2 separate regions of the Gossypium hirsutum genome follow, and region 2 is linked to region 1. The links are chromatin contacts, called in public Hi-C maps. All regions are on one chromosome and are shown on one strand. The core of a region is the stretch at or near the end of the contact, and the rest is flanking DNA. Distances in the headings are between cores, read along the strand shown.

Region 1 (2,700 bases), core at 147-2,646:
AAACATTTTATCCCAGAGTCACTGACAGGTACATGCAGTACGTGTATGACAGACCCTATGTTTACGCCGGACCTGCTGACAACCACAGCCACTCTCTTCTTGCTTCTGCTACCTACAACTTCTCTCCTAGTCATGGGAACTACTTCGGAAACGGGTACCAGTATCAGACTCCGTATCTTCACTAATTCCCAAAAATGGCATAAAGGTAACTATGATCCTCTCACTTTAGCGGTTAGCTTTAACCTTTCAGGTGCAGTGTATGAATGGATTTAGTATTTAAAAAAAAAAAAACAAAAAATGGAAAAAAAAAAGTGCTGTTTAATTTTAATCTGGTGTAGACGAAGATATTTTGATCCTCTAATATATATGCACTCTCTTTTATATGTATATCCGTTGTTTTATTATTTTATATTTTGTTCTTTTCTCCTAGTTTTGTATGGATTGTGGAAGTTGCACAGGTAAGTGTTTGGTATGCTACATGGTGTATTCTAACAGGATAATATTCTTATCCTATATATACACACAACAATGGCTAGCTCGGGTTGGGGTTCATCCTTTTTTATCGGAACGACAATGCAGCACATTTTTGTGGTTAATCGCTTTATCTCTTTAGAATACTCTCGCAATGAGGGATGTTGGTAAAAAAAAAAAGAAAAAAAAAAGAAAAACCAGCTCAGATCTACAAAGGCCCAAATACCAAGTATAGACAAGCAGCTGGATCAGTCCACTGCGTCAGTCTAACACCAATCCAGTTCACCACCTCATAACACCAACAACAGCAAACTTTTTTTTTTTTTACAACTTGCACGGTGATTATATTATTAGTAAATTTATATCTTAAATTTAGAAGGTTACAAAATATTTATTAAATGATTTAAATTTTTTTATTTAAGTTAATTATTCAAAACCTTTTTATTTAAATTATTGGGTTAACTTGTTTTTAAAGGTTTAATTAGCGGTTCTAAGTGACTATTCAATGATTAATACGGTTGATTAATATTTATCGATGCGTAGAAAAATATATGTTAGATTTAAATTGCGATTTAACGATCAGTGTTAGAAATTGAAAAAAAAATTGTTTGCATTTTAGTTTCTAGTTTCGTAATATTTAAAATTATTTATTTAAAAAAAATTAAAGTGTATAAAAAAAAGAAAAGAAAATGAGAGCTTTCAATTAGTGCAACAGTATGAACAAAAAAGGTCCTACATTTAAATAGTCAAATAACTTAATTTTTTTGAAATTTAGTGATTAAAACATAAATTTAGATGTAGTTTATTATTATTATTATTATTATTATTATTATTATTAATTTTTACGAGTTGCACACTCTTAGCTAGAATAAATTACTACCACAGCTATTAGTAAATAATTCAGATCAAACGTTGAAGTTGAGCAAACTAATTTTTGACCAGCAGAATATATAAAAAAGGCAGTGGCAAAATTGAAGTGATAAAACTAATAACCAAAGAAATCTATAATATGTGTGCAATATTTGGTGCAATGGATATGGATAGGGGATGATAAGATTTATACATTCTCCTATCCAATAAAAATATTCTATGTTGACACCTCATCTTTCTTAAACCACAATTTTCCCAGAATTAGATACTCTTTGCCTTCATATCCTCTCATTTTACCTTGGCTTCTATTACTTGTATATTTTCTACTTCCAAGTTTCTCCTTCTTGAGTTCCCTTTGATCTTCAATGGCTACTACTTCTCCAATGGCAAGTCGGCTGAAGAGCAGTTTTACATCATCTCTTACAAGAAAACTAGTTGTCCCAAAGGGAATTTCCGGAGCCCCATTTATATTCTCACCCGGCAAGACCCGAACTCCCTGTTTCACTGTCAAAGCTGTTCAATCAGACAAGGTAAGCAAATGGTCGTAAACCCATTTATGGGATAAAATGTATAGTGTACGTATCTGTGTTAGAAAGGAGTTAGATTGTATTTTACTTTCTTTACTCTAAAAATGATTGCAATTTTTAATATAATAGATTAGTATACTCTTTCATTTATTGTACAAAAATTAATTTATCCATTCTTGAAAGAAAAATACAATCCAGCTTCCCCATAAATGATGAATTAAGGGGTTTTTTTTTTTCTTTTTTTGCAGCCAACATTTCAAGTAATTCAACCCATTAATGGTGACCCATTCATTGGAAGTCTAGAGACACCAATCACATCAAGTCCTTTAATTGCTTGGTACTTATCCAACCTTCCAGCTTATAGAACAGCAGTGAACCCACTTCTAAGAGGCATAGAAGTTGGTTTAGCCCATGGTTTCCTCTTAGTAGGTCCATTTGTCAAAGCTGGTCCTTTAAGGAACACAGCTGTTGCAGGTCAAGCTGGTTCATTAGCAGCTGCTGGTTTAGTTATAATCCTAAGCATTTGCTTAACCATGTATGGTGTTGCATCATTCAATGAAAGTGAACCTTCTACAGCTCCAAGCTTAACCTTGACTGGGAGAAAGAAGGAGCCTGATCAGTTACAAACAGCTGAAGGATGGGCTAAGTTTAGCGGAGGTTTCTTTTTTGGTGGAATCTCTGGTGTTATTTGGGCTTATTTTCTTCTTTATGTACTTGACCTTCCTTACTACGTTAAATAAGACCATCGTCTTTATGCTTTTTAAGTAATTGTAAATCAAGTGATTGTCACTTTTCTCTTATGTTTAATGATCATTTTATTGCATCAACTTAA
Region 2 (2,700 bases), core at 104-2,603, 220 kb after region 1:
AAAGACTTGTATTGAAATAAGATCAAATTTAAATAGAGTTATTTTTTTTAAGAAAATATCATATATTATTTAATAAAGTTAATATTTTATAATTTTTATGGTTTTTTAAATAGAATTTTTTGTTTGAAATTCAACTATAATTGAAAAAATAATAATTTTCAAGATATTTTTATATAGTAAATATTAACTTTATTATAATTTGGACTTATTTAATTGTTTTTAATAATACCGAGACTAAATTGATCTATTTAATAATAAAATTACTATTTAAGAATAAAAGGACTATTTTATATCAATCCCTATAATACAAGGACCTTCCAAATATTTTAACACAAAAAATACACATTTTCATGAATAATCTTTAGAATCCATATTCCGAAATATATATATATAATATTTAGATAAGGGTAAACTACACTCAAGGTGACTAAATTATTAGTAATTTTATATTTTAATCACTTAACTTCAAAAAGTTACAAAATGATTATTAGACTATTCAAAAGTTTTCATTTAAGTCACTTAATTATTAAAATAATTGTTGTATAACCTTCTCTGTTTGTACAACATGTACCAACTAAAAGCTCTATTTCCCCTTCTCTTTTACAATTCAGTTTTTTCATAAAACAGTTATAAATATCACGAATCTACAAACCAAAATTCAAATTACTTTCTTTTATGATCTTCGATATTGATCATCAGATCAATTTAGATCTAAAGTATCTTCTTCTACTCATCAATGTGTATTGATTCATCGTATAGGTTATCAAACCATCTATTGGAGCTTACTAGTTGGACTTTTAAAAAAATTATAATAATCCAATAACTTAAATTCAAACTTTCAAATTATCTAGTGGTCACTTTATAATTTTTTAAAATTGACTGATCAAAATAAAAATTTACTAATAGTTTATTAACCTTACCCTTTAGATAAAAATATCAATGTGATCCGACCAACTTGGGGGCAATTTAGTAAATCCATCCCGAGACGAAAAAAAGGAATTCAACTTTAAGAGGACAACTTATTTTCAGCCCCCACCGCACTCACCATCACGTTCCCTCACATCCACATTTGACTTCTCACCAATCTCATAAAATGACCCTTTTAACCTCCTTTTCCACCATACGTTTACATCACGCGCTATAAACTCGCGGTAACACAATTCAGTACATTTTATACAACAGCGAAAAGATCTAATTTGGTCTTGTACTTTTTTGTGGTTTTGATCTTCATTAAATCTTATCATTATCATCACAAGTAAATCATTAATCGTACATTTGTACCGATGAGCTACGTGTCAATATATGGACTGTTGATCAAACTACGTTTATCTTGATCCCAGACAAAGATGCGGATTTCCAGAACTGTACCTTCAAAATCATCTAATTATGCAAAAAAAGAAAAAAAATTATTCGTGCAAATGCAAGTGGCCAAGTGGGTGCTTTATGTTTAATCTTCTTTTTTTTCTCCATTTTTTCTGGGTTTTATTTGTGCTTTAATATGAAACCTTTTTTTTAGGTTTTTTTAATGGTTGATAAATTTGGTCTGGATCTGGGAATTAGGCTTCAAGGTTGTTCTTTTATAAATGTTTTTTATCTGAACTTTAATGCCCTATTTTTCTATTGAATTTTAATGTTAGGGTCGTTTATTGCTATTTTTTCTAGCATTTTTGAACTCTTTGTGCTTTCGATTTCAATATAAGTCTTTTTTGGCTTTGAGTAAGGATAAGCTGACCTTTGTTCTCTTCTAGAAATTTTAGTTCTGTTTGTTTACTGGGAAATATTAAGAAAAAAAATACAAATCCTGGAAAATTTTTAGTTTATTGAAGCTTGAAACAAACCCTTGATTTCTTCTCTTCTCTAAGCTTTTATTTAGTAAATTCAGCTCTTGAACTAGTGTTAAAATCCAATAAAATTTTCTTATTGACTTTTGAGTTAGTTAAAAAAATATGGAAGATCATAAGGTGTTTGACATTTTGTCTTTAATTCTTAAGGCTTTATAATATGCATGATCATCACATATATATAAGTTCCCCTCTTTCTTCTTACTTGTCCAGCCAGCTAGGAAGATTACAGAATCTTCGGCGAGTTTTTGGTGAACAATTTGCTCCATTTACATTGAAATATCTATACATATAAATATTATATTGCTAGGATTGTCTAGGATTAGCGACTTAAATCGAAGTTATCATCTTTCATTGCATGTGATATTACTTCACTGTTTAATGCTCACAAAGTTATGTTTCTTTTATCTTTTTGAATGGACATATATATATGTATGTATATACATGTATATACTGTCCATAGTACTAATGTTGCTGTTAAGATCATAGTATATTGAATGTTCCATACAGTTGCGCTGTTGTGGTTATGAACAGTGTTGTCAAGGGCGCAAGGTGCATTTTGGGCGCTGGCATCCTTATATTGCCTCAGGTGCAAGGCGCTACAAAAAGCGTTAGCCTGAGTGAAGTGAAGGGCAATATGCATATGTGTGAGTTTTTGTAAGTGTTTGTGTGTATATATAATATATAAAGATAAAGATATAAACTCCAAAGTGTGGTCTGCAATTTATTGGTCAATATGCATGATTTCCTTATGGTCAATGTTGTTGAATGCTCAAATATTGAGAAATGTAGAGTTTGATATTATCTTTTTCTTACTGGTAAAGCTATATCTAATGAAAATAAGTGAAAAATAAAAGAA

The links. A called contact is a pair of places that touch in the nucleus more often than the background predicts.
Region 2: a contact with region 1 is called in a Hi-C map of leaf, with 2.2 times the contacts expected there. The contact joins the promoter of LOC107941910 here to the promoter of LOC107933978 in region 1. A contact is called at or near these places in 2 of 34 Hi-C or Micro-C datasets (both in leaf).

Annotation. Positions count from the first base shown.
Region 1 is chrA07:15,140,227-15,142,926 of Gossypium_hirsutum_v2.1, forward strand. LOC107933978 (photosystem I reaction center subunit XI, chloroplastic) reads left to right here and starts at 1,397. Exons shown (of 2, transcript XM_016866303.2): 1 at 1,397-1,871; 2 at 2,117-2,695. The coding sequence starts at 1,707. The coding sequence ends at 2,608. It overlaps LOC107934000 (FRIGIDA-like protein 3), which reads left to right. Exons shown (of 4, transcript XM_016866326.2): 4 at 1-387. The coding sequence ends at 185.
Region 2 is chrA07:15,360,933-15,363,632 of Gossypium_hirsutum_v2.1, forward strand. LOC107941910 reads left to right here and starts at 1,354. Exons shown (of 3, transcript XM_041117631.1): 1 at 1,354-1,568. The coding sequence starts at 1,526.